Regions from separate parts of the Mus musculus genome. Here all the other regions are linked to region 5. The links are chromatin contacts, called in public HiChIP or PLAC-seq and promoter capture Hi-C maps. All regions are on one chromosome and are shown on one strand. Each heading gives the region's core, a stretch centred on a gene start, on an enhancer-like site or on the middle of the called end of the contact. The rest is flanking DNA. Distances are from core to core; before and after follow the strand shown.

The links. HiChIP or PLAC-seq counts read pairs in DNA pulled down with a chosen protein or histone mark. Capture Hi-C pulls out chosen DNA fragments and counts their contacts.
Region 1: a promoter capture Hi-C map of liver shows a contact between it and region 5. The contact joins the promoter of Trip11 here to the promoter of Rin3 in region 5. A contact is called at or near these places in 2 of 39 promoter capture datasets (neutrophils and pre-B cells), 1 of 115 datasets of contacts at active chromatin or transcription factors (pancreatic cancer cells) and 1 of 9 other capture datasets (liver).
Region 2: a contact with region 5 is called in an H3K27ac HiChIP or PLAC-seq map of bone marrow-derived dendritic cells, with 4 times the contacts expected there. The contact joins the promoter of Atxn3 here to the promoter of Rin3 in region 5. A contact is called at or near these places in 5 of 39 promoter capture datasets (the C10 cell line, the HPC-7 cell line, cranial neural crest and 1 more), 1 of 484 Hi-C or Micro-C datasets (CD4 T cells), 2 of 115 datasets of contacts at active chromatin or transcription factors (bone marrow-derived dendritic cells and pancreatic cancer cells) and 2 of 9 other capture datasets (adipose tissue and liver).
Region 3: a contact with region 5 is called in an H3K4me3 HiChIP or PLAC-seq map of bone marrow-derived macrophages, with 4 times the contacts expected there. The contact joins the enhancer-like site here to the promoter of Rin3 in region 5. A contact is called at or near these places in 16 of 39 promoter capture datasets (the 3T3-L1 cell line, 3T3-L1-derived adipocytes, the C10 cell line and 9 more), 5 of 484 Hi-C or Micro-C datasets (LSK cells, bone marrow-derived macrophages, conventional dendritic cells and 2 more), 7 of 115 datasets of contacts at active chromatin or transcription factors (bone marrow-derived dendritic cells, bone marrow-derived macrophages, cardiomyocytes and 4 more) and 2 of 9 other capture datasets (adipose tissue and embryonic stem cells).
Region 4: an HNF4G HiChIP or PLAC-seq map of pancreatic cancer cells shows a contact between it and region 5. The contact joins the promoter of Tmem251 here to the promoter of Rin3 in region 5. A contact is called at or near these places in 3 of 115 datasets of contacts at active chromatin or transcription factors (bone marrow-derived dendritic cells, extraembryonic endoderm stem cells and pancreatic cancer cells) and 1 of 9 other capture datasets (liver).

What each region holds. Positions count from the first base shown.
Region 1 is chr12:101,911,670-101,916,589 of GRCm38.p6, forward strand. Trip11 (thyroid hormone receptor interactor 11) reads right to left here and starts at 1,502. Exons shown (of 21, transcript NM_028446.1): 1 at 1,021-1,502. The coding sequence starts at 1,159. It overlaps Gm20036 (predicted gene, 20036), which reads left to right and starts at 998. Exons shown (of 2, transcript NR_152255.1): 1 at 998-2,308; 2 at 2,926-3,984.
Region 2 is chr12:101,954,835-101,959,865 of GRCm38.p6, forward strand. It overlaps Atxn3 (ataxin 3), which reads right to left and starts at 3,409. Exons shown (of 11, transcript NM_029705.3): 1 at 3,300-3,409. The coding sequence starts at 3,323.
Region 3 is chr12:101,993,695-101,999,155 of GRCm38.p6, forward strand. Cpsf2 (cleavage and polyadenylation specific factor 2) reads left to right here. Exons shown (of 15, transcript NM_016856.3): 9 at 3,125-3,225; 10 at 3,561-3,761; 11 at 4,843-4,995. Among named protein-coding and RNA genes, the nearest start is that of Cpsf2, 20 kb to the left of the region's middle. Within about 2 kb of position 1,342, at least 56 of the 459 cell types and tissues checked have an H3K27ac peak or open chromatin away from gene starts, as enhancers often do. A contact at or near this core is called in the HPC-7 cell line, adipose tissue, bone marrow-derived dendritic cells and 3 more, where this site is marked.
Region 4 is chr12:102,740,205-102,745,641 of GRCm38.p6, forward strand. Tmem251 (transmembrane protein 251) reads left to right here and starts at 3,556. Exons shown (of 2, transcript NM_177140.4): 1 at 3,556-3,962; 2 at 4,396-5,202. The coding sequence starts at 3,883. The coding sequence ends at 4,807. Gm20604 (predicted gene 20604) reads right to left here. Exons shown (of 2, transcript NM_001142939.1): 2 at 1-3,190. The coding sequence ends at 3,168. It overlaps Moap1 (modulator of apoptosis 1), which reads right to left and starts at 3,457. Exons shown (of 2, transcript NM_001142937.2): 1 at 3,339-3,457; 2 at 1-3,190. The coding sequence starts at 3,084. The coding sequence ends at 2,026.
Region 5 is chr12:102,280,280-102,285,777 of GRCm38.p6, forward strand. Rin3 (Ras and Rab interactor 3) reads left to right here and starts at 2,795. Exons shown (of 10, transcript NM_177620.4): 1 at 2,795-3,047. The coding sequence starts at 3,007.

The sequences.
Region 1 (4,920 bases), core at 252-2,751, 370 kb before region 5:
CCTGCCACTGGGTGCTGGGAATAGAACCTGGGTTCTCTGAGAGGGCAGCCAGTGCTCTTAGAGGCTGGATCTCCTCACTTCCTTGCTTAACAAATGTCAAGAAATCGGAAGAGTAATTAACCTAACCACTGATTACAATCGAATTCTAGGTCACTATTCATTAGGACGGCAAGATGATGACTTCAAAAATAAGGGAAGGAGCCTGGCCAGGTGAATGGGTGAGTAAAGGTGTTTGTCGTTCAAGCAAAGTAAAAGGAATTCCATCCTCAAATTCCACCTAAAGGGGAAAAGAGAACTCCACAATGTTGTCTACTGGCCTCCACACACGGGCGATGAGGTAGACACTCATGCATATGTGCATCATTTACACACACACACACACACACAGAGAGACAGACAGACAGACAGACAGAGACACCACAATATTTTTCAAGTTTTAAAGTGAGTAAAGGTAGGTAAGATTCTCAAAAGATAAAGTTCTCCAAAAGTATGGGAGAATGTGCCATCCTACACAAAACTACGTTTTCAGCTGCAAAGTGTCTTCAAGATGAGCAAAATTAGAAAACAATTGAATAGAAAAACAGCCCTATTCCCCTAACAACGTGCTAAAGCCAGATCAAGTGTTTAATCTTGAGTAATTAATGTTACAAAGTATTTGGGGGGAAGGAGGGCAATTGCCATACTTTAGTTGTCATACTAAAGGAATAGGATCAAAGTGAGATCAGCCCCCAAACTATGGGCGAAGTAAGTAATAGGCATGGGCCACCCAAATAACCCTATTCGGCATAGAAACAGCAGGTCCACTTCGCTGAGCTATCCAGCGTATTCAATGAGGGGAGAGGTCCAGAATTCTCCACCGTGGTCCTGAAGGCTGGAAAAGCGGCTACGGAGGTAAAGGGAGGAGAGCAGAGAAAAAAGCGTGGAGTGACTCCTTCGGGACCCGTCCGCGTCTGCCGACCGACCGGACCCGGAACCAAGTGGATCCCAACCGAGCCCCACCGCCCTCGCTCCAGCTGTTACCTGGCACATCCTCCGTGCCCTCCAACAGCATATCCTTCGTGAAGTTCGAAATCTGGCCAGTGAGGGAAGCCAGGCTGCCCCCTACTTGACCGAGAGACTGGCCCAAGCCGGAGCCGAGGCCCCCGAGCCAGGACGACATCGCTGCGGGTGGACACGTCCTCTCCAAATGTCCCTGGACGCCGAAGCTGGTGCGGATCCAGACGCTGAGGACTCGCAGGACACGGCACTCCCACCAACGGCCGCGTCAGAAAGCCGAGGCCCGGCCTGACGCTTCACCAAGGGTTCGCCGTTGTGGACACCGTGGGCCCCGCGAGGCCTCTGCTCATTCCCACGGCTTCCCGCCGTGCGGCTGCACTACTTCTTTCTCAGCTTTACTGACTTTCCTCAGTTTCGTGGGCCAGTCCTGCCAACTCAACGCCGGCCGCCATGACACTGCCGGGAAAGCGGCAGTGACCATAGAGAAGCTTCGCGATAGCGTAGAAGGGCCGCTGCCAGAGGCGTCCCGGGCGCGAAGGACCGTGGGATCGCGGAGGACCAAGTAAATGGGCCAGCCAGATCCGTGACTTCCGCGTAACCTGCGGAACTTTAGGTGGAGACCGAAAAGGCAGTGGCGGCGGCGGTGGCTCTTCCCACCTGCGCAGCTGCTTTTGTTTGTAAGAGGAAGTAACCCTTGACAGTGCCTTCTGATCCTGTCTACAAGAGCTATTGCATCGCTAGGATTCGATAGGGTCGTCCCACCCCACAGGGAAGCAACCTCAATCCATCTGCATTACTCTATTATCCAGCGTCTGCGGATATAAGAGCATCCGTGCCAGAGGGTTGGAAACGAGGCTACAAAGCTGAAAAAGCGGGTTGCAATTCAAATGTCCAGGCAGAAAACCCTTGTTTTGGTGTTTGTTTTCAGTTACCATGCACTTAAAGGATTGTGGGATCCCATGACCGCCTCTCAAATGATCCCTCTCTGAATAATTTTCACCAGATATCTATTTGAATTTAGGGGTTGCCTCCGAGGGTTTTTCAGCTTCCGTGTCCCAGAACAAGGAATTGGACAGAGACACGTGGCTAGTAGTAAGGAAGACAAGAAAATGAAGAAAAGACACACACCCAAGAGAAGCAGCAGGCCAGAACACTGTCATTGGGGGTGGGGTTGACGAGCTACACTTTCAGCTTGAATGATGGAGAATTTTTGGTGCTGAAGATCAAATCCAGAGACTTGTACAGGCATTGAGGCTTTTCGGCTTAGCCACATCCTCAGCCCTTGTTTGAGATAGGCTCTCCTATAATCCAGGTTGGTTTTGAACTGATGACCCTTCTGCTTCTACCTCATGAGTACTGGATTACAAGAATGTACCATCATGCCCAATACAGTGTTTTTAAGTGTAGTATATATAGTCGTCAAATGATTTAACATGTCTACTGTTAATTCTGGGCACTAGGGAATGTTAGGGAGAAAGTAAAACAGGGTAAGGTAAGGAGAGTATGGGCATGCCACAGTAGGTTGAGCCCTGGGGATGTAGAAAATGGCTGAGGACTCCACAATAAGATAATCTTGCATAGAGACTTGAAATGAGCAAGTGAGAGATACAGCTATGGGGGGGGGGCGCTCCCATATAGCTTATCTAGACAATAAGACATAACTGAGTATAATAAAGTCCCTTTGGCTGGAGGCCCCTGGCAATTTTGAGAATTTATAAGAAGGCAAGGATGGCTTAAGAATGAATTGGGGAATATTTGTAAGTATGGACCCAGAAGGCATGAAGAAGTTGAGTCCCAAGGGCCCAGTAGCCCATGAACAGGACTCTGGCTTTTATTCCGTCTAGAATGATGAGTGATGAGTGACATGAATTTAGTTGGGTTCATGAATGACTGAAAAGTTTAGCAACTGTAATCTCCTTTTTTCTGTAGGTATAAATCCTCTAAAGCTCCGTGTCTGCTGGAACATGGTCCAAGAATGAAATCCTGTGAGAATTCTGGGTGCTTAGGAGAAAACTCTAAGACAAGACCAGAATCTCATGACCTTATAGGGGAATTTTAATCCAACACCATGGGTGCTCTGACAAGGGATCACATCCAAAGATCTTCTAAGCCCACAGGAACTGGGCAGAATACAGAAAAACCCTGGAATACAGTATGGTCTGGCTGGAATACAGACACACCCTTAGTACACACCTCTAATCCCTAACATGAAGATAAGGCAAGTTTGTAGAAGGAAGCAGCCTTGTTTGAAAGTGATGTCTAATTAAGGGACAATGTGACGAACCAGAGAAAGATTTGACAGAATGAGTCAGAGATAGGATACATCCAACTCACAGAACAGCAGAGGAAAGAGGCTACGAGAGAGAGAGAGACAGAGACACAGAGACTGAGACAGGGAGACAGGTGTGTGTGGAGATTTTACCAGGATGGTTTTACAGAAACAGGTTAGACACAAGTGATGACAGAAGGAGCCAGAGAATGAGAAGGAGCCAGAAGATTAGAACATGTTGCCAAAGTGAAGTATAAAGCCAAGCAGAGCAATTCAGTCAGAAACCAAGAGAAGACTGAATCAGTCAGCTTGGAAGATTAGATTGTACGCAGAGGCTTGAAGCTTCCTAGCCTAGGCCTAGGGATAGAACAGGCAAACACTCTGGGCTCAGCCCAAGCCCTGTATTCACACAGCTTGGCTACAGCTCTCATGTCATCCCTTCATCTGAAGAAATGAGTGACATTTACATGACCTCAGCTTCCTCAAAACCCCTGAACTGGAATGTGCTTATGTGTGCCTCCCAGGTGTAGTGCATTGAGTGAATTTACTTCAGATTATTCATTGCAACTGGCTGTTGGTATTTATTTAAAAGCCTCTATGGGAAAAACACATGTTCTTGCATGGTGCTTGCCCTTGTGATTGACTGTACACTTTGCTCATGTGCCTCTTAATCTTCATAGTATGATGTCTGAAGACCGGAATAAAGTTGTCTATTGCGTGAGATTTTAGTCTGCCTCATTTTACAGCTCCATTCTCCAGGCCTCACCACTTCTAGAGCAGTAAACACACGTCGATAAAGTCACAATGTGCTACAAAATCAATGGAGTTAATGAAGAAGATGCAAATGTAAGATTTGCACCATTTTTTAGGACAAATGAATGATAACATTTGGGCTAACATCTAAATAAGTGCTTCTCAACCCTCTTAATGCTGCAGCCTTTTACTACAGTTCCTCATGTTCCTCATGTTGTGGTGTAATGTTGCTACTGTTAGGAATCTGGCTAGAACCATAATGTAAATATCTGATATGAAAGATATGTGATATCCAATCCCAAAGGGGTTGAGAACCGCCCCCCCCATTCTAAAACTTCATTCAGGGTTTTTTTTTTTTTTTATAGCCCAAGATCCTTAATGTTATACCCCGATAAGTAGTATGCTATCGTGAATGTACTTCAAAAAAAAAAAAATAGGAGATCATGAGAGGAGACTGTCAAAAACTGGGCTGAAGAGATAGCTCAGTTAAGCAACATGCTTGCTTCACAGACATGAGGACCTAAGTCTGACTACCACATCCACATAAAAAAGGTAAGTCATGTAGCATAAGTATGTGCCACGCTGCTGGAGAGACAGGAAGGGCACTGGGGCTTGTTGACCAACCAAGCAAGCCTAACTGGTAAACTCTAGGTCAGTGAGATACCCTGCCTCAAAAAAGAAGTATGGCTTTCCTGAAGAGAGCACCTGAAGTTGTCTTCTGACTGCCACATGAACACACATACACGCACACAAACATGAATATACATGCATTAAAAAAAATTATCAGGGGCTGAAGAGATGGCTCAGCAGCTAAGAGCACTGACTGCTCTTCCGAAGGTCCTGAGTTCAAATCCCAGCAACCACATGGTGGCTCACAACCAACCCTAATGAGATCTGACCCC
Region 2 (5,031 bases), core at 2,159-4,658, 320 kb before region 5:
TGAATGACTTCTGGGTAAGCAGATGTGTATCTGTGCACTCATGTCTGCATATGTGTTCTTGTGTATATGTGTACATGCAGATGTATTCATACATGTGCTAAAGGTCTAAGTCAGATGTCCTCCTCAGCTGCTCTCCACCTTTCTAGTGGAGTCTAGTGCTCACCATTCAGCTGGACTGACTGACGGGGCAGCACCCAGAAACCCACTTGTCTGTCCATTCCCTGCCTCGAGTATTGGTGAATACAACACACACTGGGATCTGAACTCGGGCTTCCATGCTTACTCACAAGCACTTTGTAAGCCTAGCATTTTGCATATACCAATTCAGTAGTCACCTCCACTGAAATCTGCTCCAATGAGAAACAGTACTGTCAAGAAGGTATTGGGGGAGATGGAGAGATGGCTCAGCAGTTAAGAGTCCTCGCTGCTAGCCCGGCGGTGGTGGCGCACACCTTTAATCCCAGCACTTGGGAGGCAGAGGCAGGCAGATTTCTGAGTTTGAGGCCAGCCTGGTCTACAGAGTGAGTTCCAGGACAGGCAGGGCTATACAGAGAAACCCTGTCTCAAAAAACAAAACAAAACAAAGAGTATTGGCTGCTTTTCCAGAGGACCTGGGTTCAATTCCTCACACCCACGTGGCTGCTCACGTGGCCTCTTTAACTCCAGTTCCTCCAGTTCCAGATCTTCTGGCTTTAGTGGGCACTAGGAGCACACAGTACCCTGGCAAACACCTTTTTTTTTTTTTTTTTTTTTTTGGATTTTAATGGCAGAGTTTCTCTGGATAGCCCTGGCTATCTTAAAACTCTCTCTGTGCCTGACAAATACAGAAGCAGATGCTCACAGCCAACCATTGGACTGAGCACAGAGTCCCCAGTGGAGGAGCTAGAGAAAGGACTGAAGAAGCTGAAGGGGTCTGCAGCCCCATAGGAAGAACAACAATATGAACCAACCAGACCCCACACCCACACCCAGAGCTCCCAAGGACTAAACCATCAACCAAAGAGTACACATGGAGCGACCCATGGCTCCAGCTGTAGCAGAGGATGGCCTTGTAGGGCATCAATGGGAGGAGAGGCCCTTGGTCCTGTGAAGGCCTGATGCCCCAGTGTAGGGGAATGCCAGAGCGGGTAGGCGGGAGTGGTGGGGGGAAGTACTCTCATAGAAGCAGAGGGTGGGGGGGGATGGGATTGGGAGTTTGTAGAGAGGAACCAGAAAATGGGATAACATTTAAAATGTAAATAGCTGGGCGTGGTAGCGTGCACCTTTGATCCCAGAACTCAGGAGGCAGAGGCAGGCGGATTTCTGAGTCCGAAGCCAGCCTGATCTACAAAGTGAGTTCCAGGACAGCCAAGGGTATACAGAGAAACCCTGTCTCGAAAAACCAAAATAAATAAATAAAATGTAAATAAATAAAATATCAAAAACAGGTATACCACCATTGCTGGCCAAAAATAATTTTTTAATGCATTGTTTAAGTGCCCTATGTTAAGTTTTAATCCCAGGCTTAGTGGCTGAGGTACCTATTTAACATATGGAAGTGGACCTGGCCTCCAGGTTGTCCCAGCATCCCTTAGTCCCTCCTGTTACAGGGTATGGCTGGTATACCCGGCCCTCTACCCTGAACTCTCCAGAGCATGGACTATGCTGCCCTTCCCCTAGTGGCTCTTGCCTATGTAATCCATACATTTTGGTTACCCACCCTCTTTTTGTATGGTTTGCAACTTTGGCTCCTGGCTGCTGTATTTCCTTCCCTTTTCTCCCTTCCCCTCAGGGTCAAGACCACTCTGGGTTCTCCCAAATATGTCTGCCCCTGGCTCTGCTCTCCCAAATCTCTTTAATAAACCTTCTCCTCCGCCATCCCTAGGAAAAGTCATGTCCTTCCCATTTCTTTTTTCATTCACCCTAGAGATGACTCAGTGAGTAAACGGGCTTGCTAAGAGCCTGAGACACCCGGAACTCACACCAAGTTGGGAAGAGAGAACTTTATAAAGTCCTCCCTGACCTCCACACCAGCACATACACACAAACAGTAACTTTTTTTTTTAAATAGAATGAATGGCAAGAGTCTCATGAAGCAGTGTATACAGTGTTCAAAATATAACATGTTTAAAATGGGTCTTATTCCAAAACCTTTGGAAAATTAATTACAAATGAATGTGGGGAGGGGGCCGGGAGGGGGAGCTCACTCAGTCATAGCACGTGGCCATCATCCCAGCCAGCTCTCAGGAGGCAGAGACAGGACGATGGGAGTCTGGAGCCAACTTGGGCTACAAGAAATCCTGTCACAAACTAACTTGTTCCAGTTCCAAAACACTCAAAATGTCTTCTTAAGAGCACTTCATTTAACAACGTCCTTAGATTCACATCATTTTTGTCTTTTTGTTGTGCGTGGATTTTAAACACTATGAGTCAATGCTCCTTTACAAGTGATAAAAACAAAGGCCTTTGCTCCCAACGAAATAATAGTCTCAACTAGCAACCCTCTCCAAACCTAAAATGATTATGAAACATGGTTGTCCGAGAAACACCCAAATGACTTGATAATTGTATGCGAACATAGACCAGTTTCTCAAGATGTCACAGCAATACTTTTAAGCGTAGTCACTTAGGAATTAAGGTGAGGAAGAGACTAAGCCAAATCACACAGTAGAACGATTCTAATCTATCCATAATACCTAAAAACAAAGCTGGCCTCCTGGTCCGGAAAAATGGGAGAACAACCCAAACATCCCCGTAATAAAAACTCTTATGACGACTTCCCTCCGGGGTTTCCTACTTTACTTCCGAAGTGTCAGGCCCTTTAATGGGAAAGCCACGGTCACAACTGCAGAAAGACGTGGGATGGATAATCAAGATCTAAATGCATGGAGCATTCCATTATAGAACTGAGTTGAGAGAGAAAGTTGGATCTGCCAGAGGACAGGTTAGGGGGCGTGGGTGGAGTTGGGAAGGGTCCGCCAGGTGCTGAAAAGGCGACTCGCTAGACTAGACCCTAAGAGAGAAGAGAGAAGAAACCCGAAAAGGTGTGGCAAGTGGACAAGGAACGCCCGCGCTAATCCTCCGGGTGAAGCCCCCCGAAATGCCCAGGCTACCCGCCCGGTCTTCTAGGGCGAGGGTGCCGGGAACGCATGCGGGAGGCTTCACGAGCGGAGCCATGGGGAGAAGGCAGGAAGCACCCCTCACCCAGCCAGGTCGGGATGGGGGCGCTCGGGCCCCGCCTGAGTTCCTGAAGCGGCGTCGCTGCTCCCCACGCCCGCCGCCGAGCCGAGGACGGCTCCCCACCGAACGCCCACACTCACTTTCTCGTGGAAGATGGACTCCATGTTTATTTGTCTGGAGCCAACGGCCCCGGCGCGGAGCAGCCCCCTCCAGCAGCTCCGCCCCCGGCCCCACCCCTCAGCCCCGGTCCGCCCCGCCCTAGCCACGTGCCTCTCGCCAACCAATCACTACTGCGGGCGCACGTCACGAGGCACGCGAACCCGGGAGCACGGGACACGTGACCTGGGCGGCGTTGGTCCTCCCCGCGGCAAGCGTGATGCTGCGGCGCCGCCTGCTGTGCGGAGGAACTTCTCTACGCGGGACAATCTTGTGATTCTAGGGTTCTAGAAGAGAATCCTCGCAGCCAAGTTTTAGGTTCTTTTTTTTCTTTTTTTTTTTTTTTTCCATCTCCACCTTCTTTGGTCCTTTCTCCTCATCTTTATGTGAGCAACTCCTCTCCCACTGAAGACTTCATTCCAGAAGAGGCATTCTCCACATACCTAATATTTGTGTAAAAACTATAGCTAATGTTTAGTTAGGACTGACTTAGAATAGTCCAGTTGTAAGCGCAATTTAATACGGCATTTTTTGATGTGTGTGTGTCTTTTGTAATATTATACAAATAAAGAAATGTAGGTACGAAGAAATTAGCACAGCACACTGTCCAACATAGTTGGCTGTTGGAATGAATATCAGGTCCTGGGGTAAATACGCCATCTCTGAAGGAGGAAGCGTTGGTGAGGAAGTGAAAAATCCAGCAAAATATTGAGTGGCTCGCGCAGGGGATGGGGGTGGGGAGGGGGGGATTGACAAAGATTAAGCGTTGTATTGGGCGTTGTATCTTGTATGGTGGAACCATTTTAGGTTCTTCAATGTAGCAAAGGCCCAGTCTCCTAAAGGCTCATTGTACCTGAAGGTAAGGAAGGCATATGTTGTGTTGGAGGACAGCTGCTCTATGCCAGCCTGTAGCCAGGGTTACATAGGAGGACCCTGTCCACCACCTCCCTACCGGGAAAAAAAAAAAAAAAAAAAAAGCTACAGGCGGTTAAAGATTTTTAAAACTAGAGACATGGGGTCAAATTAGGATTTTAGAGGATCACTGGGGAACAATACTTGAAAGGCATTTGGGGAGAAATGAAGAGACTCTGGTGGTCAGGACTCCAGTAGTGATTTGAGAATGGAGAGAGACCACTTTGAAGCTTTAGGAAACAGAAGACTTTGATGAGGGACTGGGGTGGGATGGGGGTATTGTTAGGAAAGACTTGTGGGTTTCTGCTCTAGGTACCATGTAAAGCAGAAGTGATACTCCAACCAGAAATACTTTACAGAATGAGTAGGGTCTTGGGAAGAGAAGAAAAGGCTTTTAATTTAGAAAATACTGAGCTTAAATATCTCTGCAACTAAAGGTACTTATGATGGTTTGTATATTCTTGGACCAGGGAGTGGCACCATTTGGAAGTGTGGCCTTGTTGGAATAGGTATGACCTGGCTGGAGTAGGTGTGTCACGGTGGGTGTGGGCTTAAGACTCTCACCCCAGTTGCCTGGAAGTCAGTCTTCCACTAGCAGTCTTTGGATGAAGACTTAGAACTCTCAGCTCTGCCTGCGCCATGACAGCCTGGATGCTGCCATGCTCCCACCTTGACGATAATGGACTGAACCTCTGAACCTGTAAGCTAGCCCCAATTAAATGTTGTTTTTTTTATAAGACTTGCCTTGTTCATGGTGTCTGTTCACAGCAGTAAAACCCTAACTAAGACAGTCCTTCTGTAGAG
Region 3 (5,461 bases), core at 92-2,591, 290 kb before region 5:
TCAGCTACAACTATCTAGTTGGTACAACTTTGTATTATTTTTGTTAGTTTTTATTACCAAGTATTCTTTATTGTTGTCTTTTGCCACCAAATTGAATAAAGTTCCAGAAGAAGAGGAAATTTTTTCATATTCTGAGTGGCCAGACTAGTGCCTAATATCCTAATCTGCTGGTTACCATCACAATGACAAAGGCTGAGTTCCTACCAGGCCAGGTCACTGACACACCAGCGTTTACTATGGAGTCTGACTTTTCATGAACACACAGTGTCTGAGAAACCTAAGCCTTGATCATTTAGAAGAAGAAACCCAGTAATCTTAAAATAGTAATGTTAAAACAATTAACAGACTGGAAGTTTAGGATTAAGGAATTAGGCTAGATTAGGAAAAAAGCATAATTTGGAATGATATAGTGCAAGTGTAGAAGCAATATATCTTAGGGCCGATTTTCTGGAAGCTTTATTAATACAGCAGTTATTTCAGATATCTGAACTGGAATATAAAACAGACGTATGTATGTATGTATGTATGTATGTATGTATGTAGATGGGGTCTTGTTACATAGTTAGTTCATCCTGGCCAGAAACTCTAAATTCTTCCCCCTAAGACTCCTGAGTTCTGAGATTACAGGTTTGAACCAACCAGGAGGCCAAGACAAACTTTTTTTTTTTTTTTTTTTTTAAACAAGAGGTACAAGTTAAATCAAGGAATTAAATACTTATTTAAAATTTGTGGGCAAGGTATCTATGTGAGTTGCTAACATTTTATAATTTTAAATCATGTTTCAAGTAAGCTACTAGCCAAATGTGAGATGCCACATTTGTGAGCATTTGTCACTTAATTTGGAATTAATTTTTAATTTTTATTTTGAAATAGTTTCAAATTTAACCAAAAGTTGCAAAAAAATAGCGTGAATGTTTCAACTACCCAATTGTCAGGGTTTTAGCTGGATTTGCTGTATCACATCTTTATCACACAAGCAGAGCATTACACACACATTTTGAAAGAAATAGCAGTTATTCTAGCCTTGCCTTACCTTGGATAGTACTACAGTGTATGATGTGGAAACAGGAGCCACAGAAAAAAGGAGATAAACTCTGACCCTGCCAACTCTAGCCGGTTGGTACAACAGTGTCCTTTTAAGTCACGTGTTCCAGTTTTGTCCAAGAGTGCCCAGGAGTACATGTTGCATTGATTCCTTGTGAATTGACATTGAAAAATTGCTAATAATTTTTAGGTTAGCATGCAAAGTGGTGAGTTTCATTATAGCATTTTCATCTACACATGAGCTGCTGTGCTTTGCTCTCCCCCCTGCCCACACTCGCTCCCTTCCTTCCTCAAAATAGTTCCTCTTTCTGCTCTTACCAAGCTTATCCCATTACTGTCTCTACTTCTCCCTTCATATCTCTTCTGCCTTTCCCATGATCCCCTTTCTAGTTCATGATCTCCCAACATATACACACACACACACACACACACACACAAATTAAAATCTAGGCTCTGTTTGCATTAACTGTTTTCTTATTCTTTTATATATGTGGATGCTTTGCCTGCTTATATGTCTGCACCACGTGCATGTCTCGTGCCCATGGAGGCCTGAAGAGGGTATGCCTCCAGACAGTTGTGTACTGCTATGTGTATTCCAAGAATTGTAGCCAGATCATCTGGAAGAGCAGTCAGTCCTCAACCTCTGAGCCCCTTGGTCTCTTTATGTTTTTAAATCGTTATGTATATACACGTGTATATACACATGGTGCACTCATGGAAGTCCAAGGACAGCTTTCTGGAGTTGGTTCTCTCCTTGCACAGTGGGTTCTAGGGTTGGAGCTTAGGTTACGGGGCCTTCATGGCAGTGAAGTGTTTTCCTCACTGAGCCATCTCGCCAGCCCCAAGGATTCTCTAGTTTTCAAGGTACTCTGATGATAAAAACTGCTAATTCAGTTGTTGCATGTTGATGAATTTGCCCAGTTCTTATTATTTTAAATGTTACTACTATATACTTTTTAAAAACATCTCTTTTAGTAGATTGAATTCTAGAAATAGGAAGATCTATGTCATAAGACAAGCACAGTTTAATTTTTGTTAGCAAATTATCTTCTGACAGTTTGCTAATAATATCTGCTGGAAACACTGTAATGTACCTGTCTTAGTCAGGGTTTCTCTTCCTGCACAAACATCATGACCAAGAAGCAAGTTGGGGAGGAAAGGGTTTATTCAGCTTACAATTCCATACTGCTGTTTATCACCAAGGAAGTCAGGACTGGAACTCAAACAGGTCAGGAAGCAGGAACTGATGCAGAGGCCACGGAGGGATGTTCCTTACTGGCTTGCTTCCCCTGGCTTGCTCAGCCTGCTCTCTTATAGAACCAAGACTACCAGCCCAGAGATGGTCCCACCCACAAGGGGCCTTTCCCCTTTGATCACTAATTGAGAAAATGCCTTACAGTTGGATCTCATGGAGGCATTTCCTCAACTGAAGCTCCTTTTTCTGTGATAACTCCAGCTGTGTCAAGTTGACACAAAACTAGCCAGTACAGTACCCTTTGCCCAGGTAGCAGTTGGCATTTCCAGTCTTGCAGATTAAGCAAATTGTGATAGCTTCTATGTGTTACCTGTGTCAACAACCACTAATAAATTAAGTGATGTGTCTGTGGCTATAAGCCGTCCGTGTTCCTTACTGTTTAAGTGTCCTCTGCATAGTTTGTCCTTTTTGATGTGGCATCTTTTTCTTGATATGGAGAGTTCTTAGGAATGCATGGCTTCTGACGGCCATAGTACAGCCGTATTTTCATCTTTTCTTTCAGTTCTGTGAGATTTTAAGACTTTTATTTTCTCTATGTGTTTTCCATGTATTCTCTATCCATTTTTTTCCTTATGACTTTGGGGCTTTCTGTGACTTTTCTCCTTCCCTCTCCTCCTTTCCCCAGTTGACTGGCGTAACGTAACAAGTTTGACATAAATCCGTCAGCTCCCACAGCTCACTCTTAGTACCTGTAGTCTAAGTGAGCTATAATGTTGTGTCATGGAAACCTGACTAATTTCAGAGAAGAATTCACTTGATGACGCATCTCATGCCCGCTGCCCAGCTTTCCTGACACTGCCTTTGCTTTTGTCTATATTTCCTTAGCTGAGGAAACGTGTGAAGCTTGAAGGGAAAGAACTTGAGGAATATGTGGAAAAAGAAAAACTCAAGAAAGAAGCTGCTAAGAAACTGGAGCAGTCGAAAGAGTGAGTCGCTTTTCTCAAGAGCAACTTCTGAGCTACTCAGGTTAAGTCTGCATAGACTGTAAAAAGAATGCGCTTGTAGGACTTAGCACTCAACGGAAATAACTTAAATTTCCTTAGGGCTCTATGACTTTTATTAAACTTTTTAAATTGCAACAATAAAATCTTTTCAGTGCTAATAATACCAACTTATTAGGCAAATTAATGTGTTTTTACAAAATATTGATCAACTGTTAATATGGTTGGGGTCAATGTTGGAGAGTAACTTATTCATAGTTTTACAAATATGAAGTCAAAGTGTCTCAGGGACATGATGACCTGTTGCCAAACCCTCACAGGGCAGACATCGACTCCAGTGACGAGAGTGACGTGGAGGAAGACGTGGACCAGCCATCGGCTCACAAGACAAAGCACGACCTGATGATGAAGGGGGAAGGCAGCCGCAAAGGGAGCTTCTTCAAACAGGCCAAGAAGTCCTACCCCATGTTTCCTGCCCCAGAGGAAAGAATTAAATGGGACGAGTATGGCGAGATCATCAAGTACGTGAGCAACACAAACTGTCTGGGCTCCATGACTTTGATCTCTGTGGTCACCGTGAGCTTGGCTGCCAAAGTGCCTTGGCGTGAAAAGAACAGAAGGCTTCTGATTTGAAGCTCAAAAGTAGAAATGCTGAGGGCCACTCTGAGCATTCGTAGTAAAGGGAAAGTGTAGTTTCGTTCCTTAGTTACAGGAAGGTTTTAACAAAGACACTTTAGACATCCTTTCCCCCAGTTAAGAGGTAAGGGACATGCTGTGGAGAAAGAGAAAAAGAACTTCTGTTTGTGGTTGTATTTATTTGTAGGAAGCTTTGTTGCTTTGATTTTTTTAGGGAGTAGTTGGAGGAAATGGAGGGAGGCTTAGGGTTCAAACCCGTGGCTAATACACACTCAGCAATTAGTCCACCACTGGGTTACCCTCTGTCACATTGAAGGTTTGTTTATAAGGTGTCCAGCCTGCATCATTTTAAATGTGCTTTAAGTGGTTGTTACTGCTATTGTTATTCTGTGGTTTTTACAACTGGAGATGTTGGCTGTGGGGGAAAAGGAGCTGTAGCAACCTGGGTGCTGGAGAATAAGGCCTGGGTTCCTAGACGTAAGAATGAATTAGAAAGTTAAAATGATGACCACAGGGCTGGAGAAGTGTAAAACCAGCTGTCCCACACTTCAGTAATGCTCACAGGGAGAACTACACACACACATATGTACACTCACTCATAAGTAAATTATAGAAAGATGCAGGGCCAGACTACAGGAGTGCTCATTACAGCCATTCTGATCTTCTCACTGGTCTACAGCATCCTTAAAGAATTTGCTTGGACTGGAGATGTAGCTCAGGAATAGCATGCTTGCCTCGGTTGTACAAGGTACTGCTAGCTAACTAAATAAATAGCACTCTTCAGTGGTTATGAAAAACACTGTACATGTAGTCATCTGATGATTAATATTATGTATTCCTTAGCTTTGAGTTAAATGAATATTTAAGTCTTAAAATACATGAGTCTTAAAATTCTGTTAGTCAATTACATATGTTACATAATGTTAGCATGCCTTCCACATGTCTAATTAGAGACTCACTGTTTAGACCAGAAGATTTCTTAGTGCCAGAACTTCAGGCTACTGAAGAAGAAAAAAGCAAATTAGAATCTGGCTTGACAAATGGAGAGGAACCCATGGACCAGGACCTGTCTGATGTTCCCACCAAGTGTGTTTCTGCAACAGAGTCTATTGAGATAAAGTGAGTGCCTTGGTGGGGTTGGAAACTTAGATTATAAGATGGTTTCAAGCACTTGGGTTATGTAACATAGATTGTTTCAAAAGTGAAATTTCAGCAGAGCCTCTCGTAAGCTCATGCTTTTAAAATCCCCTTTCGGTGAGAAGACCTGTGAAGGATAGCGGTGTTTTCATTGATGATACTTGGATAGCAAAGTGATTGGGCTAGTGGTGGGATGGGGAGGGAGCTGAACATTAAACGTAGACTTACATGAAGAGACATTTTCCCAGTGTTTTTAGTGAGTCCAGTAGCAGGTGCGAGAACGGTGCATCTGAGAAGCTAGTTCTTCTGAGCTAGTGCTTATCTCATGAGGGGTCCTCCGTGACTTAGACCTTCCAATCCCCGGAGGCAGAGAACTGAACAGGACCAGATGTAGTTAAGAAACTTCCCTTTTTTGCTTAATACAGTTAATACTGCCAAGAAGTCATTA
Region 4 (5,437 bases), core at 2,306-4,805, 460 kb after region 5:
ATGAAAACCAGCAGGCCCTTGTCACTGGAGGTTTCAGAGAGCTTCTGTGATTTTTACAAGTCTCAGACACCCCGAGACCTGTACGATTTAACACTGGCAAGGCGAAGGAATAATAACTTCCCAAGTCTATACAACAGCTATAATACTTGTAATGAGGTCTACCCAATAACTTAGTATTTTAGAGCAAAGGGTGGGGTTACTAGAGGCTTCCACAAGATCTATAATGCTTAATTAAGGGTCTAGCATCCTAGGCCCCTAGAGCTATAACACTAGGTGGCACTCTTCTCCACCTGTCTGTTGCCACCACTGCCAAATGTTATGGGATATATATATATATATATGCGTCAAAGACCAGCACCTAAAGATCTCTGAGCCTATGATCTACCCAGAATAAAAAGACCTGGAGCCAGGGGCTAGCCACATTACTACCTGTAAAACCACAGACAAGTTATTTTTCTGTGCCTCATCTTATTCATAAAATGGGAGGTGGGAAGAGACAGCTTCTTCTTCAGCTAGTACTTAGTCGCTGGCCAAGGATACATCCAATGTCAGCCATTAATACTGAGTCTGAATAAACCTTCAAAGCAGGGATTATCCTGTCGAGTTTACCCCCTCAGCTTAGGGTCTCACATACAGAAGAGGCGTGGCATTTATTAATGCTTGTGTGTCTATACAAAATGTAAAGTTTCTCACCGAGGCAGCAAATGAGTGACCTGCAGGACAGTGCATAATGTATCTTAAGCCACTATACAAACATGAGCAGAATCACAGCTCTCAAGAGTCCACATGCCATTCTGCAGTGGAGAACATAAGGAAACTTTCCATGTATTCCTAACTCAGAGTAATCTATCACACTCCCAAGACTACATGTACACACGGTGACAGTCTGGCCTTGATTCTTTGTGTAGTTCCCTCCCTTAGTAGAGAGAACAGCAGCTTTGCAAGAACCAGAACAGCTCTCATTACTGCCTGCTTCGTCTTGGGCATACATCCATTTCCCAGGTGATCTTAGTTTCCCTGTATGTAGTTTTCTCTTTGGAGGTAGGGCCTCCCTCTGTAGTTCTGGCTGGCCTTGAGAGGCCAGTCTTCCTGACTTTGGCTTTACTTGTTAAGCACTGGGGTTATAGGTGTGTAGCACCAGGGTTGGAAAAACACAAACCTTCATCTTCCCTTTCTCCCTCAAAATTCAATATTGATGGGCCTACTACTCGCCACAATCTGTTTATAGTCTGGTTCCTGTCAAACAAGCAAGTTCCTATCCCCTAGGTGCCAAGAGTTCAAAGAACTAAGTCTGTAATTTCAGTGGCTTTCAGATTCACACTATAAAAACTTTTGTTCAGCCTAGTGTAGTTGTGCAGGCCTTTAATTCCAGCACTCAGGAGGCACATTTCTGAGTTTGAGACTACCCTGGGTCTATAGAGTGGGTTCCAGCACAGCTAAAGCTGCACAGAGAAACTGTCTTAAAAACAAAGCCAAAAAATTATTTTCCTTCAAATGTAGTATTACAATGTATACAAAGATCAAATATTTTATTATCATTTCTTTATTACTCCAAGAAAATGATATTTAGAAGCAGACGTTTTGGCAACATATCAGATAGTCACAAACCTAAAACTAGTTGTAGAACTGACCACAGCATTCAGTTGTGCTTTTTGATTGCACAGAATCGATAACTGATTTTAATAAAAGAAACTAAATATCTTAACCAGCCTTGGCTCAGGGTCTTCAGCATAAATGTGGGCAACACCTGAAAACTATTGATAACTGATAGCACCATCACATATGACTATTAAACATGCATATAAACTTTTGACTTGCTGGGACACTGTACTAGCAGAATGGTCTTTTGATTTAAATAATTATCAGTGTAGAATGACATCATTTTTATCAGTAAAACATTGGGGAGACATTCAGTAAACAACACGACAAAGGGCGAGTTACTTTGGCAGCATAAAGAGTGGATGGGCTGATCTCTGCAATGAGCTCTTCCATCTTGTTCTGCTCATGACAGCCTTGGGTCTTGGGTCAAGTGCAATAGCCTTCTAATTCGGCCTGAAGGAGGACCTCTTCTTCTTCGGCCTCCTTATCTTTTATCAGTGTCAGCAACTGCAGTAAGCCTGGGGCTGGGCTACCCTCCGGCAGCCCAAGCTCTCTTCGAACTGATTTGTGGACTGCCCCAGCAATGACTTGGTCTAGACGGGCCTGATTCACAACTTCTTTCTCAATTGCTCCTTTCTGAACCAGTTTCTGCAATAAAGGCTCCAACCTTAGAACATAGGCAGACAGCTTTTCATCAGTCTTCTGATAAGTAGTAAGGTATTTGACCTGCAATGCTCTAGGATTATCAATAATCCCAAATATTGTCTCAAGCGTCTTCAGGCATTCTGCAACTGTAATGAAGGGGTTGTTTATCTTGAGGACTCGAATAATTTCAAATGCTGGACCTCTAAGGCTCTCTATCAACCGCCTTCTTTTCTCTACATCTGACACCTGCCATGTTTTCATTACTTGGGAAGTATGAAACATCCAAGATTCAAATTCTTCCTCACCTGGTCCTGGAGGATCCCTGCCTGAGAACACACTCAGCTTTTTGTACCTCAGATACTGCAGGGTAGGCTTAAGGGCCTCATTTAATGCCTGTGCTAACATGGGTGCTCGAATTTCAGGGATCATTATGCCCGGGTCTAGGCCGAGAGGGTCATTCCGATTCCCAAGAACTCTGGTTAATTCACCCATCGTCATGCCCTCCCCCTTTAAAAACTCATTTAATCTGCACAAAAAGTCACTATCAGTATCAGGAGGCTTAAAGATCACTCTCCAGACACCTCCTTTTGCAGGTATTTCCTTGGGGACCAGGGCACTGCCAGTCTCTACTGTAAGCCCAATCAGGGCTACATTCTTGTTCTCATCCCTCCTGAACATCCTCCCAAGCAGTCTGTGTTCCCCTAAGGGAGCAAGGCCAGCCTGCAGGGCCTCCTCTATGTCTGCCACTCCGCAGGTCGGAGGGATGCCGGCAACCAATAGTGCTTTCCGAGGATTCATATCCATCCCTCTGCACCAGTCTTCTAGAAGTCTCAGTGTCATGGTGCTCAGAGTATTTAAATTCTAATTCGACCAGGGCGCCGCCGCCGCCGCCGCCGCTTACAGTGATGTGCGTGCTCGTCTCTTTAACACGCAGAGGTCCGGGAGCCTGAGAAAACAGAGCATCCACGTTAAGTTAACCGTGTCTGACTCCCGAGCAGTTCCTCCGCCCACCCGCCACAGGCGCTTAGAAACGAACGCCATCAGGATCACCTGCCCGTAGATACATCGCTTGGGTCCCGGAGAGGACGTCTGACCTTTGCGGGGTTTAGGAGAGACCCGGGCTCCCCGCGCCCGCCTCCCGGCCGAGGGCAGAAGAACGACCGCAGCAAACGCCTCAGGGAACAGACAACCGCCTCTGGAGGCGGCGCGAAGCTGACAGCCTGACGTCATGAGAGGCCGGCGCGCGTTTCCGGCCCTAGACGGAAGCTCTGAATGCGGCGGTATCCGGGACTGCGAGCGGGCGGGCCACTCAGGACAGGAAGGTGAGACCCGGGGCTGCTCGGCTTGGCTGTCAGGCTGGCCCGGCGTCCGGCCGGGAGCCGAGCTCGGGCCTCTGCAGGCCAAGCCTGGCGCCACTGCCCAGCTCAGCTCGGCGGCGGGTGCAGTGGGGGGCGGGCCCGGCATCTCCAGGTGGTTCCCCCCGCCTGGGGCTCCGGAGGGCGACGGGGCCCGCCGCCGCCGCGTGACCAGCCGTAGTCACGCTGAGCTTAATCACTACTAGCTCGTGCTCCCGCCGCCGCGCTCACCTTCTTCAGCTGCGCGACCCAGAGGGTTTCTCTTAAGGTGGCTTGTTCTGAAATGCCAAAGGCACCTGACTGTTCAGAACTGAGTGACTCTTGCTCGCTTGCAGGGGGAACAGGAAGATTTTCGGGACCACTGTAAGTGTTTGAAAGAGTTACCGTCTTAACTTGGGGACTCCGACGTTGGTTTAACGAGTAGAACTCAACCCAGTGCCCACGTCTGAAATAGTGTTAAGCCAGAAAGCATTTCAACTGTCAAGAGCAACGTCCTGTGGGGAAACTAGATGTTTCATTATCTGAAACGAAGGTGTACTGGGTCTACTCAAGCAAGAAGTGATGATTCATTCACTCTGGGGTTCACATAAATAACAGCACTCAGTAGACACTGAAACCAGTATTTTTATGTGCTTACAACTGTTATATAAAACCACCTGTAAGCTGTTTACAGCTGTTAAATCTTAAAATGCTCGTGCTTTTCAGAACTCTTGAATTTAAATCATGTGCACTTGGAATAGTTGCCATGGCAACATTATTAGACCTTAACAATAATTTTTCTGTGTTTGCATTGAAGGCACAGAGCATGGAGAATGATGAACTTCCGTCAGCGGATGGGATGGATTGGAGTGGGACTGTATTTGCTAGCAAGTGCAGCAGCGTTTTATTATGTTTTTGAAATCAATGAGACTTACAACAGGTTGGCTTTGGAACACATTCTGCAGCACCCTGAGGAGCCTCGGGAAGGAACCACATGGACACACTCCTTGAAAGCTCGGTTACTTTCCCTGCCCTTTTGGTTGTGGACAATTATTTTCTTGATTCCGTACTTACAGATGTTTTTGTTCCTTTATTCTTGTACGAGAGCGGATCCCAAAACAGTGGGCTACTGTATTATCCCCATATGCTTGGCAGTTATCTGCAATCGTCATCAGGCATTTGTCAAGGCTTCTAATCAGATCAGCAGACTACAACTGATTGACACATAACACCCATCACCGGTTTCCCTTATTGTAAGACTGCCAGCACTGTATAGTGGCTGACCACAAGACTGCAGTTTCTTCACAGGTCTCAGGAAGTTGTGGTGGAACGAGACTTAAAAAGTGACAAGAGGACTGACTACTTTATCTGAATAATGACTTTTTAGGTAAAGCCTGAAATATAGTACTACACAATCATGTTGATGACTTCAGAGTTTGGAAGTAAAATAGTGGCTTGTAACCTGCAGTCTTTAGAAACTTGAATAAGCGCCTGAATTTTTTTATTTCTATTCTATGTGCAACATAGTATGATTCAGAAATTTTTCCATTGGGGAAAATATTTCCATTGTGTTAAATGTAAAAAGGTCTGACCATGATCATAAAATTTAAATTTTATACAATTACTTTGCTTGCTTTAAAAATTTTCAGACTAAGACACTAATCCTGCTTTCAGTTTACATGGAATTGGTAGAAAATTAATGAGATGGCTATCACCTTTCTGTTTTTTTCGGGGGAGGTGGGTAGGTAGGGGAGAGTGCTGGGGATAGAATCTAAGCCTTTGTGCTTTTCAAGACAGTTACTCAGTGTGCCCTGGCTGTCCTGGAACTTGCCCTGTAGATCAGGCTGGCTTCAAATTCT
Region 5 (5,498 bases), core at 1,545-4,044:
CACGTGGATCCATACACTAGACTAAAGTGGATTTGGAAAATTAATTTTATGGGTTAGGGAAATAGCCAAAGATCCGGGAGTAAGTTTCCTTGAAACTTTTTCCTCATGAGAAAGCTTTTAGACTTTCATCTGTCAAGCTGACTCCACCGGAGTCCCTGGCAGGGGAGGGGTGGTTGGGAGTGGAAAAGGAAGAGGGTCTAGACAAGCAGACTGCACATCATCACGAACAGTGTCCACTCAGCCTTCTGGAATCTTGGCAGCCCCACCCCCAATCAGTTATCATCAAGAGTATCTCCATGGTGCACACCTAAGGAATTGTGCCTTTACAAAGCAAGTGAATGGTCAGCCTTCAGGAGGCCTCTGTTGGAATAGGAGAAAGGCCTGCGACTGTTCTGTGGAACTCAGGGTATTAGGGGGTTGTCTAGTGTCAGAGCTGCGCCCTGGAGAGGAGCCTATGGGGTCTGAAAGTGTAGGGTTACTCATATCAGCCTGAAGAACTGGCAAGTAGTAGGATGGTCCACTGACCTAGATCCAAGGACACCTAGGAGGAGCTTGTGGGCTTATTGGAGGAACCACAGCCAAAGATTTCTCCCTGAAGGGATGCTCTCTTCCTTCTCTCATCTGTGCTCATCTATTACAGATGAGCAATGGAATCTCTGAGAAAGCTGTACTGGCTGTTGCCTAAAGAGTCCTGGGACTGGATTTGAACACGTGACTGCCTTCTGTGCCCAGCTTTCAAGCAGAAAACTACAGGATTGTTGACAGAGATGATAGAGAGGTGACTGTGGCTCAGGGAAGAGCTAACCTCGGAGAAGAAATGCCTATAGGGCCTGGTAGTGCCCTGAGGGGATGGCTGGCAGCAATCTGAGTGCTCGGTGGGGAAGTTGTGTAGGTCAGAGTGGCTAAGGTTGCTCCCTGGAGACCACACTTTTTTGTGCCTTCCAAAAAGAAAAGCTAGTTTGATTGGGATGCAATTCAACAGCTTAAAGTGTATAATTTGATGGTTTTCAGACACAGCCACAAAGTTGTGCAATGAATACCACAGTCAATTTAAAAACATTTTCATCACCCCCAAAGAAACTCCATAGCCATTGCCAGTTGCTCCCCACTCCCCGACCCCACCCCACCCCACCCCACCTCTAGCGAACACTAGTTTACTGTTTGTCTCCGTGAAATTGCCTACTCTGAACACTTCATGCAAAAGGAATGTGTTTAACGACTGGCTTCTGTCACTTAGCATGCTTTCAAGACTCATCTGTGCAGAAGCACCATTGTTGGGGCCCCATTCTTTCTGTGGCTCAATAACAGTCCCTGACTGATGATCCCTGATCTTATTTACATATTCATCGATTGATGAATGCTTGGTTGCTCCCACATACTGGCTACTGTAAATTGTTTGTATTTCTTTTCTTTCTTTCTTTCTTCCTTCAACATAGGGCCTCTCAGACACATGCCAGGCAACCATTCTACCTCTGAACTCTAGCTCCAGCTCTGGATAACACAAATAAAGGCTGATATGAACAGTCATATATAAGGTTTTGCATGGACACACTATGATAGATAGCTTTAATTTGTCAACTTGACACAACCTAGAATCACTGAGAAGAAATTCTCAGTAAGGGATTGTCTGCATTTAGTTAGGCCTATGAGTATGCTGGTGAGGGACTGTCTTACTTAAGTTATTGGTGCGGGAAGACTCAACCCACTGTGGGCAGCACCATTCCCTATACAGGGTGCCCTGAACTATGTAAGAGTGGAGAAAGTGAGCTGATCACAAGCCAGGTAAACATGGTTACATTCATTTCTCTTTGCTCTGGATGTCATGTGACCAGCTTTTTGACATCCCCCCCCTCCCCCTGCCTTGACTTCCCCATAATGAACTGTAACCTGGAATTGAAAGCTGAAATAAGCCCCTTTGGGTACGTAGTTTCCCCTTCTGAGGAACTGCCAAGGCTGCTTCCCAAATCAGCTGGCCCATTTACCACTCCCAGCAGGAGACTGTTAACTAAGCCTTTCCTCTCACTTCCACAGGCTGATTTGGAGGAAATGCCAAAAGAGAAGTGGTTGTGAGGGTGTGTGGACACTCTAGCACTCCTGTGTAATCGTGGGTAGAGGCCAAGGATGTGGATGGAAGTTGGGTTACTCCTACAATGCACAATGCACAAGACAGTCCCAAGCACAAAACATTTAATCTGTCCCCAGCAGTCTAAATAATGCCCAGGCTGGGAATGAATTAAACAAGGTGATATCTTGAGGTCCGCTATTACCTGGTCTCACAGGCTTAGCTAGCTCAGGAGACATTTTTGAGTGTCTGGGCGCTTAAAAAAGGAGGCATTACGACTCGCGGTTGTTGTGTAAGCTAGCAAGTTTTCTCCTTTAGTCTCTCACTGGGTGCTGTACTCAGCACAGGTGCCTTAGATGTCAGGCTTCATGGACGATATCTGCTTTGTTAAACAGTGATCTTATCAACAGAGAAGGTATCAAGGAGAGACAGGATGGCCACCTGTCAGGGACGTGGAGGAGGTGCCCCGCCTTGGGGGCGGGAGTGGGTATGGGTCGTGGCTCCCCCGGGATGAAGGAGGTCCCATTTGGGCCGTGGGCCTCGTCACCTGCCAGCCCTGAGTGCCTTGCTATCCGGTGCCAACTTGGAGACTTTCCTGTGAGTTTCGCTCGCAGGCTCCGGGCGGCCACAGTCCGTGCTGTCCTCGACCCCGGCACCGCCCGCCGCCAGGCCCGGCCCTAGGGGCGCGGCCCGGCTTCCGCGCGCCCCAGGGGGCTCCCTGCTACGAGCAGCCACGGCCGAATGGCTTCTGACAAAAAACCCTTGACCACCAAGGCCGGCCTCTTCCTGCGAGCCCCGCGCGCTGCGATCCAGGAAGTGGAAGGCAGCGGCCCCGCGCTTCCCCACTGGGCGCGCGGCTGGCGGCGGCGCCCAGCCCGGCCCTCGGCGAGGGACAGCGCCAGCGCCACGCGGAGGTCGCTGCGTCCCCAATCGCCTGCCCCACGATGCGACGCGCCGAAGCGCCCTCGAGCGCCCACCCTGCCGGGTAAGTGGCAACCCGTGCCCGCCGCTCCCCAGGTGGCCCGCGTCCTGCCTCTTTTGCTCAGCTTGATCCCCGAGAGCCCTGGGTGCTCCGGATAGGGCTACGGGACGTCGTGGATGTCATGCTGAAATGAACACCCCCCACGAGCGTGCGGATCCCCCAGCAGGGACTAAGGGTGAAACTAGGTTCTGCAAGGAAAGGGGGCGGCCTTGGTGACTGCCGAACTTGGCCAAACTTTCAAATCCAGACTTTGTTAGCGGGGGGGGGGGGGGGGGGGGGGGGAAGCAGTGCACAATGTGCGGCTGGGAGGGTTTGGTGTGTTCGAGCCCGAGATGTCCGTGTAGCCATGGCTCTAGCCTAGGCTGAACTTTGGATGCAAGCACTCGCTGCCCTGGCCCAGCCAGCCCCATGCACCACGAAGCACCGCTGCTCTGCCTAAACCCCAGCTTGCGCCCTCAGGTTCTGGGACCGAGAGTGGGGGTGGGGGCGGGGGTGGGGAGTAGGGTGGTAGATAAGAAGCACCTACAACTTTAGGCAGGCCCATCCAGCAGCTAACTCTCTGCCTGGAGGATTGAGGCGCCACCAGATCCCATCTGCCACCCCACTGGATCGGCTGGGGACCTTTGGACTGGCCTTTGAAGAGCCTGGTGTGTGAGGAGGGTCTAGAGTGCTCGGGTGCAAATGATTGGCGGGATACCCAGACGCAGATGCAGTCTGAAGTGTGTGAAATTAAATGGCTTGGGAACAACCATTCGGAAGGGATTCCTACTTTTGTGCTCTTCCCTACCCCCCACCTCAAGACCTGGAACACTGCCCAGAGCTACACAAGGTTGGGAATGTCCTGTCATCCCGCCCAGCCCAGTCCTAAGAGAAGATCGGGAAGGGTGGGGTTTGAAGCTGCACCGAGTAGAAAGCGATTTCTGCGAAAGTCTTCTAGCACTTTCTGAGGTGCCATGGATGATGGACGAATCTGGGGTACCATACTTTTTGTATTTCCGTTTAAAAGTCCCGGGCCTGATCCCGGATGAATTCCCGTGGCTGCCTGTTTTAATTCTGTGACCTCATCTCTTTGAGCTTCCACTCTTTAGAACAGGAACGCTATCTGTACACATCTTGTACTCTCCAGGGTTTGGGAACAGTAGGGTGTAACTGGCCCCCATTCGGATAGGAGGGACTGGGATTGTCCTGGGGCGGGGGGTGGGGGGGTGGGGGGGGGCTTGGCTGCCTCCTTCCTCCTACCCCCAATCCCAGCTACAACCACAGCCCGGAAATTCTGTGTTGATGTTTCCCTTGGAAGTGATCTCTGTGGAGACAAATGTCATCTGCTGGGAAACTGGGAATTCCGATGCGGAAGGGGTCTCCTGGGAGCAAGTAACTGCTATACCCTGGGTGGGAAGGTAAAGCCGGCTAGAAAAGGAGGGTGAGGAATCAGGTTCTGATCTCATCTACTTCCCCATTTTCCCCAAGGATGGCCTGGCCTGACCCATTTCCTCCTGCCTTTCTTTGTTTACCTCTGTACCAGTGATTGATTTCATTGTGCCTCAGTTTACTAACAAGGATAGTCAGTAGTCACTGCTCTTCACAGGCTGTTTGGAGGGGACATCCTCAGCTGCTATTATGATTAGCATCACTGACATCTGTTGGGTGGGCCCCTTCCTTTTGCCAACTGGGTGATCTGTCTGCCTCATCTGAAACTCCAGAGTCCTATAACCCCTCCCTCACTGGGATTGAATTGGATGAATTCTAATGGCCTTGGTCCCTGCTCAGGGGCTGGTCCTTTTTAAGGTCTTTAAAACACCCTGCACCTGAGCCTCACACCTAAATACTCAGGGACCTCTTACCCCAAGTCACCCCTAGGCCCAGCTGCCACCAGGACTGGTCCTGAAAGCTTTTTGAGTCTATCCTTGCACCCTACTGGCCCAGAGCCCCCTTCTTTCTGGGGTGAGAGACATTCAGATAGCTGGGGACTGCTACCCCAAGCAGCCAGGAGAGTGCCCCTTGAGTTCTGAATCCTAGGATGCAAGCTCTGCTTCTTGTTTAAACGGCTGTCTGGGAAAAGAGATGCACATGGGTCGCTGGCTACACTGGTAGCAGCCACATTTTTTTCCACCCACTGTGCTAAGCTCCACCATTCATTTAAGACTGTTAATAACTCCTAAAGCAGTCTCTGCCCACTGGCTAGTGTTCTCGGGGGACATAAATTGAGCAGGAGGCATGAGGAACCCTCCGAGCATTCTAGGTATGTGCTCAGAAGAGGTCACTGGGAAGAGAGGACATTCAGCAGAGGTTTAGAAAATCTAGAACATTCTAAGGGGTGGGGCAGTGTGGTTAGCGGGAGCCAGTGCTGCAGAAAGCAAGGGCTTGCAGGGGTTGGGAGGTCTATGGCGAGTGCACAGGGCCCAGCAGAGGTTTTCATAGAGGGTGATAGACTGTAGGTGGACAGACAGTAGTTGG